Regions from separate parts of the Sus scrofa genome. Here region 2 is linked to region 1. A link is a contact called in public HiChIP or PLAC-seq data. All regions are on one chromosome and are shown on one strand. The core of a region is the stretch at or near the end of the contact, and the rest is flanking DNA. Distances in the headings are between cores, read along the strand shown. Region 1 holds the start of PLXDC1 (plexin domain-containing protein 1). Region 2 has its middle 30 kb from the start of FBXO47.

Region 1 (7,905 bases), core at 1,923-4,422:
TGACTCCCAAGCGCAGACGTCACCTCCGGCTGCCTCTTCCTTCTCTGTTTGTTTGAGGCACTTCTCGGTTCATCCCTGCCGGACCCTGAGGGCCCCCTGCTCTCCCTGTGCACGCTGGTATCTTCCTGTCTGTCCATCTGTCTGTCTGTCAGCCTCTGCTGCTCTCCTCCACCACCTGACTCTGTCTGCGTCACTCATCTTTCTCCTGCTCCCATTTTAAGATAAATGACATTTCAAGGCTCCACTAAACAAGCCAATTCACCAAGACTAAGGGGGAAGTTCTCACTGGGGCTTAGCGGTAATGAACCCGACTAGTATTCACGAGGATGCAGGTTTGATCCCTGGCCTTGCCCAGTGGGTTAAGGATCTGGCGTTGCTGTGGCTGTGGTGTAGGCCAGCAGCTACAGCTCCAATTTGACCCCTAGCCTGGGAACCTCCATATGCCGAGGGAATGGGGCCCTAAAAGACCAAAAAAAAAAAAAGCGAATTCATCAAGAGTAAGGGGGATCTCAGCTCCCTCTTGAGCCCCCTCCCCCACCCCCACAGGGCAAAGGACTCAGAGCCTTGGGGCTGGATGGCAGCCTCCTGCCATCAGCTCCCAACTGCCCTTTCACCAGTCACCAGGGCTCCACCACCCATCAGAGCCAGGCTGTCCCTTCTTAGCAGCTGCACCCCACCCCCAGAATGTCCCACCCCCACTTCTGTTCTCCTCGGAGGACACCCTCTTACCTCCACACAGGGGTCCCCCTCAAATCCAGCCTGTCCTTGTGAAAAAAAAAAAAGCACTGTACAGAGGGGCTCCCATTGTGGCTCAGTGGTAACGAACCCAACTCCTATCCATGAGGACATAGGTTCGATCCCCAGCCTCGCTCAGTGGGTTAAAGATCCCATGTTGCCGTGAACTGTGATGTAGGTCACAGACGTGGCTTGGACCCAGTGTTGCTGTGGCTGTGGCTGTGGTGTAGGTTGGCAGCAGTAGCTCAGATTTGACTCCTGGCCTGGGAACTTGCATATGCTGTGGATTCAGCCCTAAAATGCAAAAAAAAAAAAAAAAAAAAAAAAAAAAGCACTGCACAGAGAGTCAAAGCTGCCCCCTCTGGCTTCCTAGAGCTTCCTTAGGTCTAAGCAACCTCTGCTGCTACAGAGAAAGTCCAATTCTCCTGGCTGAATCTCTGTCCAAACCGAGACAACAGGCTGTCCTCTGCTAAGAGATGGGATTCAAGTGTCTGCCTGCGCCCTCGTTTTGGCCTCCCCAGGTATCTGCTATTTCCAACCCAGCTCTGAACAGGCAGCCCTCAGCCAGGCCTGCATACCTTGTTCCCTTGCTCTCAGCATATCTCCGTTCCCCCACAAGACCCTCTTCCCCGACTCTCTCCATGGTTCTCCCCACTCAGTCAGAGTCAAAGCCCTCTCTCATCAACCCGATCACGTTCTGAGTTCAGAAGATTCCCACCAGGTTGGGGCTGCAAAGAACCTCAAAAATTGACCTACCCCACCCATTCCTTTCTATATCGATTTTAATTTTTTTTCAGTTACTCCAAACACATCGTAACAGTTCTGAAAAGGAAAGCCAATCATAAAAAGGAGAAAGGATCTCTCATAATCCCACCACCCAGAGGCAAAGATTTTGCCCACAGTCTCACTTTGTAAGAGAGGAAATAGGCCCAGAGAAGGAAAGTAACTGGCTCAAGGTCGCACAGCAAGTGAGATGCTGGGACTAGAAGCCAAGTCTCTGGCCACTCTCTGTGTGGTCTCTGAAAACTGGTGGCTCTGCACCAGCAGCCTCATCAGCTTCCACTGCCCTCTACCCACACCCTCCCTCTCAACAGGGACCCAGGCGTGTCTCAACTACCTTCAGGGATTTTTAAAGTTAAGCACTCTGTCACTGACACTGTGTCTGATGCCAGCACACCCGAGACACAATAGCCCAACCCCAGCAACCCCCTTGCCAAGCCCTTCACCTCCTGCATCCCATTCCAGGAATATCTATGCCAAGGGGCTCCCCAATAACCCACCTCCCCAGCCCCAAAGAAGGTCTGGGTGCATGAGGAGAAAAGAAGAGAATGTAAAATTATTTGTTAAAAAAACAGTTCTCCTTTTATAACTGGAGAGATTCAAGGCAGAGCTCAGAAAGGACTTCCAAGTGGGAGCGATGATTGCAGTGAACTGCGGTGGAGAAGAGGGAGTGTGCAAGATAGGATTGCTCACCCTCAACCCCAGGTTAGAGCCAGGGTAGCTAAAGGCCAAGAGCCACCAGGGCAGAGCAAAGCAGGAGTGACAGGAGGACCCTGGAGGCCAGGGGATGGGAAAGAAGCAACTTGCTTCTTTCTGGGCCCAGGGCTGCTCTCCAAGTACCAGAGAGAGGAAGGCATTAGGCTCCTGCTGCCCTTGTTGGAGGAGAGATGCTGGGTCTCCTCCATCCCTCTGGCTGCTCCCACCCAGCCCCCAGCCTGGGTCAGCCGGCGAGTGGGGGCAGGGAAGAGGAAAAGGAGGCAAAACTGGGGCAGGAGGCACCCCCAGACTCCATAACTCATCAGAATTCAGCCTCACCCGGTGTGACCGGGGGTCCCTAGGACTCTCCCGCTGTCCCCTTTGGAGCCAGAGCCCACTCACTGCCTTATGGCTCCCCCGCTCCTGGGGTCCCTCCAGGAGGGAAGGAGAGATCGGGGCATCAGTGTCTGGCGCCTCCACCCTCACTCATACATACACCCCGTGTGTTTAGGAAAGTGGGGTCCCTGTCCACCTGCCACAGTCCACAGGGCTCTTCGCCTCCCGCAGACACTATCCCCCGCGTCCCGGACATCGCCAGCCTGCCCGGTCTTGCCCATGCCCCCGCCTGCCTGCCTGCCAGCGCCCCCGACCCCCTGGCCCACCCGGGCCAACTCCGGCCAGTCCTACCTGCTCCAGGCGGGGGGCTCAGCGCCCGGGCAGCCTCCCTGAACACCAGCACGAGGAGCCAGAGCTCGGCCCGCATGGTGGGGGCCAGGACCCGCCCCCGGCCCGCAGCTGCCCCCGGCCCGGGCTAGGGAGCGCGGTCCCCGGGGCTGGCAGGCGGAGGGGTGGGTGGCGGAGCGGCGGCGGATCGCGGGGCCCGCGAGCAGCGAGAGCCGCCGAGCGCCAGCCAGCGGGCGGAGAGCGGGCGCAGCAGCCTCGCGGGGCCGGGACCCGGGAGGGGGCGGGGCGGGGGCGGGGCGCCTCCGGAGCTCGCCCGGTCGCCCCGGGTCCTCCCAGCTCTGCCCAGCGCGCCCCGAGAGCTCCTGCCGCTGCACCCGAGGCGGGGGTGGGGAGGTGCGGAGGGAGGAGGAGGGGGACCGGGCGGGAGCCCCCTGGGCTGGGAGAACCCCCCGCAAAGAGCATCGGTCGCCCCCACACTGCACCTTAGCTCCTGCCTCCCTTCCCCTCCTCCACTCCTCGGGGAGCGGGCGGCAAAGCAAAGGTTGGAGGGGGCCAAATCCGAGGAAGGAACCCGCGCGCCCCTTCCTCGGACCACGGGCTGCTATCATCCACCCCCGACCCAGCTCTACCAGATTTCCCGACTTTCTGGGCTGTTCCTCGGAGATACCCATCCCCGCCCCAGGAATCTCCCCTTGCTGCAGAGGCCTGGAGTCCACGCCCTCCCATGGCTCCTCTCCACTTTATCCGCCACCCCCACCCCCCATCTCCCACTGCCAGCAACCTCTGGTCCCCCAGGCCAGCAGACACGGGGATGGACGGGGCCTGGCTCATCCCTACTTTGAAATAACCTGGACTTCTCCCCACACCCAGAAGGGGACCGAAGCCACCCTCCTCTCAGGGACCCCAGGCCTCCTTACGGCCCAACACAGTCACTCTCCAAAGCCTGCCCCAGAGCAAGGAAACGTCTCACTCCAACTGCCACCACTTATAACAGGCTCTAGGGATAGATCACTTTTTTTTTTTTTTTTCCCTTCCAGAGCAGAATAAAAATACCCACAACTTAGGAGATTTAATAGACAGCAGGGAATCAGGTCAGGACACGGAGGTACCTGTTCGCTCCCCGACCTACTTCGGGCGATGGCATGGAACTCAGGCGCTGGATGGTGAGAGAGTGAGCGGTGAGGGGGGCACCCTGACATATATGAGGCTGGGGCCCAGGGACTGGACAACGCAGAGGTGAGCGCCATTGAGGGAATTCCCCCAGGAAAAGGGTGTGCCCGGGGTCTGGAGGAGGAACAGCGTGGGCTGGAAGAGGCGGGTTGCCTGGCATTGAGACAAAGAGGGGACCAGAGAAGGAAACGAGAACTAGACTCCCTAAAAGTTCAGAATGCCAGTTCCTCCTTCCTCAGGACCCAGGGTCCCAGAAGCGACCTCCTCCAGCCCTAAGCCCTTATGCATTCACAATGGGACAACACGAGGTCTGTCTGTAAGTTCTTCTTGTTGTCTAATTTAAATTGAGATTTTGCAGACACAGGTTCAAAAAGGCTGCTGCCCCCAGCTGTGGCTTCTTGCTGCCCTCTAGTGGCCGCGTGACGAGCCGCAACGCGCGTGTTTTGCGGTTTTCCTCACTTTTCCAGCCCTGCCCCGACCCTGCCCACGAGGTCCGATGCCAGGCAGGCAGTTTTACAGATCTTCGCTCCTACTCCTAGGGGTCAAGGTGAGAGGTCCCAGGATGGAATTCCGGCTCCGGCACTGATCTCTTCGTACCGGGTGCCCCGCGGTCTGTTTTAAAAGGTCTCTTATGAGGACTCAGTCTGAAACAGCAGCTTGCAAATAATTAGGAGAAAATGACGCATCAAATGTTTAAAAGTGTAAACTTCCAGAACTTGAGTGTACATCAGAATCACCTGGAGGGCTTATTAAAACACAGGTTTCTAGGCGCCACCCCCACGCTCAATAGTTGAGCTGAGGCCGAGAATCCGCGTTTCTAACAGGTTCCCAGTTGGTGGTGCTGTTCCCAGTACCACATTTTGAGAGCCACTGCTCTAGAATTTCCATGTTTTGCACTCTCAATCCTCATCTGCCCCAAATAGAGGTGGCGAAGGAAATGCCAACGAAAACTGTGGAAGGAAAAGGAAAAGGAAAAGCTTCAACGAACATTATTGTTGGAGAATCGGGATTTGCTGGGCAGAAAAGTATCGCGCCAGGGGGCACCCGGATTTGAACCGGGGACCTCTTGATCTGCAGTCAAATGCTCTACCACTGAGCTATACCCCCTCTGCTGGCCAAAGCGCGCGGATAACTCCTTAGTGCTACTGCGACGTAGGCGCTGTGACGTGTTCAAGAACAAAACTGAAGATGGAAAAGATACAAATCTGGAGGTATTATTCATCTGGATGCAATTTGTTCTCTGAAGCTCTGAACTAAAGGATTCTAATGATGTAAGAAAAATGCAGTTTGGGGAAGTGGGAGGGTAAGTCTCTCGAGATTCTTCTCCTCAGGGGCGTTCCTATGGGCCCCGGTCCCCCTCCCCTGCCCTGCTAGACCCCCTTAGCGTTTCTCTCGGCGCCCATCTCTCCTTCCGACACGCTCACGCAGAACTCTCCAGCTCTTAGAAACTCGGCCTCCCTTCCTCCCAACAGCAGTCGAGGTTCCGAGGCAGGCCGATCTGCGAATGTTCCCGCCTCTGCGCTACCAAAGTGGGCCTTCGAACAATCCCTTGGGAGGCTGAGGGCGTGTTCTGGCAAGACCTGGGACTCCACCATCAACCGCCTGCAAAAGACAGCAACAGTGCGGGAGAACCCCTTCCCCTCTTCGCCTGTAAGGGAACTTCAGCAGCTGCACTGCAGGGCTAAGAAAACGGGAAAAGTCTCGATCGCCAAGGGGGCACCCGGATTTGAACCGGGGACCTCTTGATCTGCAGTCAAATGCTCTACCACTGAGCTATACCCCCTCCGCGCAACCTCGACGCGCTGAGGATAGGTTTCTGTGGTATAAGGAATGATGTTTCTTGTGTTTCCATTTGATGAAAACCTAATGGAAAGAATAAAGAATCTGATCAGGAATGTTTAGAATTCCTGAATTCTTCCTCCACAATCACGCCTCGTGGAAACCACAAGGTTAAGAAATCCTGAGCCCTGTATATCTGTGTTCAGACTCACAGAGATGTCCCCTACCTGATTTGAGAACGGAAGAGACCCATCGCAGGTTTTCTGGGGTCTTCTGGGGTAACACCGCTGCTCCCTGGAGATGGGTTTCCACGCTGTTTCCAGCTCTACCTAGACAGGACTCCTGGGCTCTTCCAACCCCTAAGCCCCCCGCCCCATGAGTTAGCATCAGTCACTCCTTCCCCTAGGCCCAGGCAGAGCCCAGAGCGCTGAGTCCTGTCAAGTCCCGAGTCACTCACCTGGCAGAGGGCTGTAGAGCCCAGAGCCAAGGAGCCAGTGCCCTAGCCAAGCAGACCCTAGAGGCAGCCTCCGTCCATTTCTAAAGTGGATCCCTCCTGCCTGAGAGCTTGGTGTGAAAACCAAAAGCCAGTTTGCTGCACAGGCAGAAGGAGCAAGCAGAAATAAGAGGTAAACAATTTTCAATGGCATTTATTCCACCTTCATAAAAATCCTAATACAGCAGCAATGGACAGAACATTGTAAATCAACTATAATTAAAAAAACCTTTTTAAACCCTAATACAGTGTGAAAACAAAATCTTTACAAAAAGAGAAGCGAAGCGGGCGCTGTAGGAATCTGGGACATGTAGGGGGAGCAGGCCTCAGACTGGAAGGACACTGGGAGGGAAGGGGTGGCTTAAAGCTTAAAAGCTGTGGTCAGAGGCAGCGACTCAGAGGGAAGGGAAGGGTGAGGAAGGAGTGGAACTCTCTCAGTGTGAGGGTCTGTCTCCCTGGGACGGCCTGTTCTCTACCCTCTCGCCCTCCCGCCTTTTGGCTCTGCCCTCTTTCCCCTGAGCCCACCCCTTCACCTTTCTGGAATCTCCTTTGCCCAAAGGGTAAGAGACCAAGATGGCTGAAGGAGCAGAAAGCTGGGATGGGGGTGAGGGGATGAGGAGGGGTAGGGTTCTAGGAAATAAACAACAGTTCAGGGGTCTCTTACCCTGCCCTCTATTCCTCCTCCATTACTCTTAGTTGAGGGCTAAGGGGCGGGAGCTCCACTTCTTAATCCCCCGACATCCAGCAGCCTCCCTGGGGTCTCCAAGGATACCTGCTTCCCTGGAGCAGCTTTTTCTGCTGTGCTGTCTGCAGCAATTCAGGGTGCTCAGTCTAGCTCCCCAGTGGGAGGTTGTGAATCATTGTATCTCCCTGTCCATAGCGGCCCCTGGTCTCCCCAGAGAATCACAGCAAAGCAATAAAGAGTCCCTTGGGTTTTGCACCCACATAGTCCATACAAAATCCTCGTTTCTGGTTGGCCTGAGGCTGGGACATCAGTTGGCAGTGGTCCAAGATTGTATCTACAGGAGCCCAGCCCACAGCCTGCGGGGCAGGGCGGGGGGGAACAGGGAGGGGAACAGGGCAAGGATCAGCATATCCCATGAGAATGATGACTTCCCAGCCCCCAGCCCCTTCCTGGAGCTGACTGAGGGGATGAGCAAGTTTAGATCCAAATTTATGTTCAGTTACATACAAACGGACCATGTACCTACTATGTATCAGGCACTGTGCTAGGACTTAACTGGTGGAAAAACAGACACGCCCTCTAGGGCTTACAGTCTAGCAGAGGAGACAGATTTTAAACAAATGATCAGGGAGTTCTCTTGGGGCTCAGTGGGTTAAGGATCTGGAGTTGTCACTGCTGTGGCTCTGGTTACAGTTGTGGCAGGGGTTCGATCCCTGGCCCAGGAAATTCCACATACCTTGGGTTGCAGCAGCAGGAAAAAAAAAAAAAAAAAAAAAAAGAACAAATGATCAAGTGCATAATTCTATAACTACACACTGTGATAAAGGTTAGGAAGATGTACAGAGGCCTCTGGCCGTCTGGCAGTCAGGGAGGGCTTCCTTGA
Region 2 (7,905 bases), core at 2,074-4,573, 79 kb before region 1:
GAGGAAAATCCTAATAACCTTGTAGCCAGCAATGGGGCATGCTGCCGAGGAAGGTAATGAGCTCCCCATTGCCATAGGTATTCAAGCAGGTGCTAGCTGGCCGTTTTCCAGGAATAGCGCAGAGAGAATTCCTGTCACGGGAAGCTTAGCTCCTACACCCTCCAAAGCTTTTTTACCTTTCTCATGGGATAAGAGATGAACTTGGGGTCATCACAGGCCCAGGGTTCAGTCCTGGCCCTGCAGTTAGTTGGACGGCCACAGGCAAGTCACTTAATGTCTTTATTTAAAATAAATGAGGACATTTATAATACCTCAGTGGTAAGGAACCCAGCTAAAATCCATGAGGATGTGGATTCAGTCACTGGCCTTGCTCAGTGGGTTAAAGATCTGGCATTGCCACAAGCTGAAATGGAGGTCATTGCTGTGGCTGTGGCGTAGGCAGGCAGCTACAGCTCCCATTCAACCCCTCGCCTGGGAACTTCCATATGCCATGTGGGTGGCCCTAAAAAAAAAAGAAAGAAAGAAAGAAAGAAAAAAGACAAAAAATAAATACATAAAATAAATGTTATAGGCATGTTTTATTTTTCTGATAATGGATCCATTATTGTTCAAAAACAACTAGTGGACATTTTTCCATCATAATACATTTAGTTTTAACTTTTCCTTTTTAAAAGCTGTGTATTGGAGTTCCTGTCATGGCTCAGCAGAAACAAATCTGACTAGTATCCATGAGGATTGCAGGTTTGATCCTTGGACTCGCTCAGTGGGTTAAGGATCGGGCCTTGTCATGAGCTGCAGTGTAGGTTGCAGATGCGGCTCCGATCCTGCATTGCTGTGGCTATGGCGTAGGCCAGCAGCTGCAACTCTGATTCTACCCCTAGCCTGGGAACCACCATATGCCGCTGGTGTGGCCCTAAAAAGACAAAAAGAAAAAAGAAAATGCTATGTACTTTTTTAGGGCCACATCCATGGCATATGGAACTCCAATAGCTATATATACTTAACTCCTTTAAGCTTCAGCTTCCTCATTTGTAAAACAGAATGACAATGAAATTGTGGAGATGATGTAAAGATTAAATAAGGGAAGGCACACAAGACATGGAAACCACCAAAATGTCCATCAACAGAGGATTAGATAAAGAAGATGTGGTAGGAAGTTCCTGTGTGGAGCAGGGGGCTAAGGATCTGGCATTGCTGCAGCTGTGGCACAGGTTGCAACTGTGGCACAGGTTCAGTCCCTGGCCCAGGAATTTCCACATGCTGTGGGTGCAACCAAAAAGAAAAAAAAAAAAAAAAAAGAAGATGGGGTACATATATACAATGGAATATTATTCAACCATAAAAAATAAAATAGGGGAGTTCCTGTTGTGGTGCAGTGGTTAATGAATCCGACTAGGAACCATGAGATTGCAGGTTCGATCCCTGGCCTTGCTCAGTGGGTTGGGGATCCGGCATTGCAGTGAGCTGTGGTGTAGGTTGCAGATGCGGCTCGGATCCCAAGGTGCTATGGCTCTGGTGTAGGCTGGCGGCTACATCTCCAATTCAACCTCTAGCCTGAGAACCTCCACATGCCGTGGGAGCGGCCCTAGAAAAGGCAAAAAGACAAAAAAATAAAAAATAAAAAAAATATAGGGAGTTCCCATTGTGGTGAAGTGGAAATGAATCTGACTAGCATCCATGAAGATGCAGTTTCCATCCCTGGCCTTGATCAGTGGGTTAAGGATCCCACATTGCTGTGGCCGTGGTGTAGGCTGGCACCTGTAAGTCTGATTCGACCCCTGGCCTGGGAACTTCCATATGCTGCAGGCATAGCCCTAAAAAGCAAATAATAATAATAACAATGCCATGTGCAGCAACGTGGATGGACCTAGAGATTATCATGGTAAGTGAAGTAAGTCAGAAAGCGAAAGACAAATACCATTACGATATCACGCATGTGTGGAATCTAATAAAATTGATACGAAAGAACTTATTCCCAAAACAAACAGACTCAAAGATTTTGAAATGAAATTTGTGGTTACCAAAGGGGAAATGTGGGTGGGAGGGATGGATTGGGAGGCTGGGACTGACACACACACTGCTATATACAAAATAGATCAGTAATAAGGACTTACTAGATAGCTCAGGGAAATCGCTTCAGTACTCTGTGAAAGCCTATATGGGGAAAGAATCTGAAAAAGAATGGAGGTATATGTATATTGTGGCTGATTCACTACGCTGCACTCACACAATATTGTAAGTCACCTATCCTCCAATAAAATGCATTTTAAAAAATAAGGCATATAAAGTGCTAAGCATCTAGTTAGGCATGTTCTGCAGCATGCAGAAGTTCCCCAGCTGGGGATCAAACCCACGCGACAGCAGTGACAATGCCAGATCCTTAGCCCACTGAACTTCCACTTTCCTTTCTCATCAGTATGAGATGCAGGTTTCCACCCTGCCAATCTCAAAGGAGAGCTATGATGCTCAGACGAGATACCATATTGAGAAAGGGTGGTTTTTTTTGGTTTGTTTTTGTTTTGTTTTGTTTTGTTTGCCTTTTTAGGGCCGCACCTGAGATAGTTCCCAGGCTAGGGGTTGAATCGGAGCTGTAGTTGCTGACTTATGCCACAGCCCCAGCAACACAGGATCTGAGCCGAGTCTGCGACCTGCACCACAGCTCATGGCACTGCTGGATCCTTTACCCAATGAATGAGGCCAGGGATCAAACCCGTGTCCTTGTGGATTCTCTTCGGGTTCATTACAGCTGTGGCGGGAACTCCTGAGAAAGTATTTTGAAATCCAAGACCCATCAATATAACATATGGTTATACTCGTACTGGGCTGGGTATCTTGCTTGGGGAGGGGGGCGGTGGCCTGGGAGTTGGGGAAGGGACAGCAGCAGGCCGTCCCAATAGCCCCAGTGGCAGGAGACCTGAACAGTGGAAATGTTTTGAAAGGTGAAAAGCCCTGAAGGGGCAACCTTTTATCAGGAGTGAGGGTGGAGGCGGGAGAGGGAGCCCTGCGTTTGCCAAACGGGTGAGGACCTTTGTTTTATTAGAGGTGGGGCAAGGCGAGCGCTGGGAGAGAGCTGTACGCATGCAGGTTCTTGTAATTGCCGGTTGTCACAACAACAGAGTCGCCTGAAAAGAAGCAACTCAGGTGGAAACAACAGAAACCACCGCGGTGGACGTTTCTTTATTCGTCAGCTTCCAGGGGAAGGACTGGGGGAAACCCGAGAGAAGGCGAAGGCTCGTGGGAGCTTTTCTGCTTCTCGGAGACCTCAGAGGCCCAATGACTTCCTCCAAGGGACTGTAAATCGTCATAAACAAAGGAAAGGGGAAATTCCTCTGGAGCCTTTCCATGCTTGATTCTGATCCACGTGGGGGGTCAGGAACCCGTCCTTGCCTCCCACCCAGCTGGGATGTTTCTACTGCAGAAAGTGCTTTTACCCAGAAATGGAGAATCTGGCTTACGAAGATGGGCTGGCCAGGAAGGAGTTTGTTCCAGAAATGCCCCTGGCCCTTGCTCTGCGTTTCCTCATCGCGTGTCCTTTAGGCAGCGAGATGAGTCATATTTGGGTGCCCAGAACTAAAAGTTAATTTGCCCTTTTTTCCCAAATAACCAGAAACTGGCAGACCCAGCCCTGGGGACCTGTGTGAGTGGGACATGCTTCCGAGTCCAATGACCCATTGTCCTGCTTCTAGGGCTGCCAGGGACTTTGACCACCTCCCGTCTCCCCTAAGGAAGGAGAGGAAGCAAGAGAAGGGGGAGAGAGGAGTCTTTTTTGTTTGTTTGTTTGGTTTTTTTTTTTTTTTTTGCTTTTTTAGGCATATGGAGGTTCCCAGGCTAGGAGCTGAATCAGAGCTACAGCTGCAGGCCTGCACCACAGCCACAACAACGCAGGATCTGAGCTGCGTCTGTGACCTACACCACAGCTCATGGCAACGCTGGATCCTTAACCCCCTAAGCGAGGCCAGAGATAGAACCCGCATCCTCTTGGACCACTGAGCCACACTGGGAACTCCCAGGAGGATTCTAAATTTGGGTTTTTGGCTTGTTCTGTGGGCCTGGTGATTAAAGTCTCCCTGATTAGAGGCTCCCTCTTCAGCCAGGCGTGAGAGTTCATCCCAGCCTCCCTCAAGCCTCAGGAGAGCCACATTTGGCCTCTTCTTGTCCTCATGTGACTTTGAAAAAGGCTTAAAGCCTTTTCACCTTTTTTCCTCCCATCAGAATATCCCTGAGAGGGATTCTCAGGTGAGGAAAAGAGTTTCTGGTTAAGAGGCACGCCTCTTGTTCTACATTTATCTTTTCTACAAATATGCAAAGTACCTTTTCTAAACTCACTGTAGGTGCTTTATTAGCTTAATCTGTTTTTCAAAAGAAATTGCCACAATTCATCTAATTTAGGTTTAAAAAGAAATAGAATAGTAAGCCCAGTGCCTCATCTGGTCTGTTTAAAAACGGTTATAATTTACTGTGGTTATCCTTTTTTTAAAAATTACTTAATGAATTTTATTATATTTATAGGTATCAACAATCATCACAACCAAATTTTACAGCATTTCCATCCCAAACGTTTTGTGGTGATCCTTGATAAAAATGAGGAGGATTGAAAAAAATTGTTTCAAGAATACACTTTTGTGGATAAAAAAACTTAAATGAGGAGTTCCCGTTGTGGCGCAGTGAAAAAAAAATCTGACTGGTATCCATGAGGATGCGGGTTCCATCCCTGGCCTTACTCAGTGGGTTAAGGATCCAGTGTTGCTGTGAGCAGTGGTGTAGATTGCAGAAGCAGCTCGGATCCTGCGTTGCTGTAGCTGTCGTGTAGGCCAGCAGGTGTACCTCTGATTCAACCCCTAGTCTGGGAACCTTCATAGAGCCTGGGTGCGGTGCTAAAAAGCAAAAAAAAAAAAAAAAAAAAAAAAGAAGCCTGGGAAGCAGGGTGCACACAGAGAGGAGAGCCCAGCTTGCTGGATGCAGATTGTAAGTGCTGAGAGACCCCCGGGAGAGAGAAAGCCCCCTCTGGGGATAAAGGTTTTATTTAGGAAGGCTCCTTGGAGGCAGTTAGGGTTGAGCTGAGCTCCAAGCATGAGCATGGCTTGAGTTAGTGAGAACAAAGGAAGAACATTCCAGAAGGAAGGAATAGGATGAGCAATGGATCATAGGCAGATGTGTGGACGGCATTTTGGGTGACAACAGCTCAGCCTGGCTAGAACAGCAATGGTTCTGATGGGGTCTAGAGGGAGATAAGTTTGAAAAGTACAATTCTGACACGTGCTACAGCGTGGATGACCCTTGAAGGCATTATCCTGAGGGAAATAAATGAAGGCTAACAAACAAACAAAAATTAATCACAGAGAGACATTTCCAGGGTTTGATTTCTGCACAATTCCTTTCTCCTATTCCTTTTTTTCCCTTAAAGGACATGAAAATGAGCTTAGGGCTTTAAAGATAAATATAGAAAGCTAAGAATGAAGCGTTTCAGTGCCTGTTTGCAAAGATGTGTGGCAGTGTCTGTCCCCATCCTGGGGAAAGTGGGAGGCACTCTGAGAGGGATGCTTTCTGAGCAGGTTGCCCAGCAAAGCACCTCTGTCTGGTAGGAAGACAGCAGGAAATATCCTGTGATAAACAATAATGGAAATGAATATAACATAAAACTGAGTCATTTTACCGTATAGCAGAAATTAACACAACATTGAAAATCAACTATAATTTAATTTTTAAAAAAGCAGGAACAAAAAGAAAAGAGAAAAGAGAAGCAGAGTTTCCGTCGTGGCACAGCGGAAACAAATCGGACTAGGAATCATGAGGTTGAGGGTTTGATCCCTGGCCTTGTTCAGTGGGTTAAGGACCCAGCGTTGCCATGAGCTGTGGTGTAGGTCACGGACGAGGCTCAGATCTGGCATTGCTGTGGTGTAGGCCGGCAGCTACAGCTCCAATGAGACCCCTGGCCTGGGAACCTCCATGTGCCGTGGGTGCGGCCCTAAAAAGACAAAAAGACAAAAAAAAAAAAAAAAAAAAAGAAAGAAAAAGCAGGAAGCACCAGAAAATCCATTCACTGCCCTGGATAATAGGTTGCATTGCATTCCATACCTAACAAGTAAAAAAGAAGCCAAGACTTTTGGAGCCCTTGCTGAGTGCTACGCTTGGCTCCAGACACTGGAATGTTTAATCTTCACAAAGCCGGAGGAGGCAGGTGCTATGCTTTTCATCGCTTCCATTTAACTCAAGTGAACAGGGACACTGAGTAACTCTGTGAGGTCACAGAGGTGGTATGTGGCATCACCAGGATCCAACTCTGGCCGGGGGGCTTCAGAGCCCACGCGCTTACCCACCACTCCTGCTTGGGAACCAGCAGCCTCAGCTCGCAGTTCCTGTGTGGTCTTGGGTGTGGTTCTTGGCTTTTATGGGACTTCAGCTTTCCATCTGTTGGGGGATTGGACAAGAGAGCCATTCTTATATACTCGGCTCTTACAGATGAGAAAACAGCAAGGTAAGAGCCTGTAAAATGTGAGGCCCAGAGAATAGGAGGAACACCCCCGAGAGGGTTCATGTGACAACACCAGGTCCTTACCCTACTGTGCTGCAAGGGAACTCCCGACTTCTAGTTACTTTTGCCGAGTTCTAGTTGCCTTGCCTGAGTGACCTAGCTGGTGACCTTGAACAAATTCCCTCACGCTCGGAGCCTCAGTGTCCTCCTCCAGAAAGAAGAAATAACGGGAGTTCCTCTTGTGGCCCAGCAGAAACAATCCAACTAGGAACCATGAGGTTACGGATTCAATTCCTGGCCTCACTCAGCAGGTTAAGGATCTGGCATTGTGGTGAGCTTTGGCGTAGGTCGCAGATGTGGCTCGGATCCTGTGTTGCTGTGGCTGTGGTGTAGGCTTGCAGCTGCAGCTCTGATTGGGCCCCTAGCCTGGGAACCTCCATATGCCATGGGTACAGCTCTAAAAAGCAAAAAACAACGAAAACAAAAAACAAAAAACAAAACAGTGCCTGGATCATGGTTGCACTTGGTAAGTACGAGCCCTGGTCCTGGCCATCATTATCACAGGGGACAGAAGTAAACAGATCAGGGCCTTTGTCTCTGGAGGCAGAAGGGAGAGTGAGTGCATGGGGCTTGGGGAGAAGAGCCCCAAGGAACAAAGAGGGGTGTTGACAGCTCTGGAGAGGACAGCGAATGGGCCCTGGGGCAGGCTGCCCTTTTGACCTTGAAGGGAGCTCCTGGTCCTGGAATTACTTTCTGCTCCTTGCAGGAGAAGAGTCAAGGCAAAATGGTCCCCTTTAAGCACCTGGCCCATTGCATCTGAGTTTGTTGAGAGCAGCAAAACCATGAATTCGAAATGGGGTCTAAACTAAGGGCACCGTTGTGAGGCAGATCGATGGAGGAGAGATTGGATCTGCTATTTCTGGAGGCTCTGCTGACTTCTGAGCCAGACACAGTGAATCTTACACCTTTTGAATATTCCATCTGATCCCGGGGTGGTGACAGTCAATTTCTTTCTTTTTTTTTATTTTTTTATTTTTAGGGCTGTACCCACTGCATATGGAAGGTCCCAGGCTAGGGGTTGAATTGGAGCTACAGCTGCCAGCCGACGCCACAACCACAGCAACGGCAGATCCGAGCCACGTCTGTGACCTGCACCACAGCCCAGGGCAACGCCAGATCCTTCACCCACATCCAGCGCTCCCAAGACACCGCCAATCCCATTGTGTCCCAGCAGGAGCGCCTTTTTTTTTTTTTTTAATTTAATTTAATTGGAGTAGCGTTAACTTATTATCTTAGTTTCAGGTGTACAGAATCCTCATGGAACTTATTATCTTAGTTTCAGGTGTACAGAATCCTCATGGATATGAGTCGGGTTCTTAACCTGCTGAGCCACAAGGTAAACTCTGTTCATCATCTATTTTTTACAGCAGTAT

The links. HiChIP or PLAC-seq counts read pairs in DNA pulled down with a chosen protein or histone mark.
Region 2: an H3K27ac HiChIP or PLAC-seq map of alveolar macrophages shows a contact between it and region 1. The contact joins the enhancer-like site here to the promoter of PLXDC1 in region 1. A contact is called at or near these places in 2 of 5 promoter capture datasets (fetal liver and liver), 21 of 47 Hi-C or Micro-C datasets (adipose tissue, brain, embryonic fibroblasts and 12 more) and 2 of 2 datasets of contacts at active chromatin or transcription factors (alveolar macrophages and skeletal muscle).

What each region holds. Positions count from the first base shown.
Region 1 is chr12:23,068,559-23,076,463 of Sscrofa11.1, reverse strand. PLXDC1 (plexin domain-containing protein 1) reads right to left here and starts at 3,172. Exons shown (of 14, transcript XM_021067058.1): 1 at 2,899-3,172. The coding sequence starts at 2,974. TRNAC-GCA (a tRNA gene) reads right to left here and starts at 5,848; the gene lies at 5,777-5,848. It overlaps TRNAC-GCA (a tRNA gene), which reads right to left and starts at 5,172; the gene lies at 5,101-5,172.
Region 2 is chr12:23,147,474-23,155,378 of Sscrofa11.1, reverse strand. No RefSeq gene overlaps it. Among named protein-coding and RNA genes, the nearest start is that of FBXO47, 30 kb to the left of the region's middle. Within about 2 kb of position 3,323, at least 16 of the 83 cell types and tissues checked have an H3K27ac peak or open chromatin away from gene starts, as enhancers often do. A contact at or near this core is called in alveolar macrophages, where this site is marked.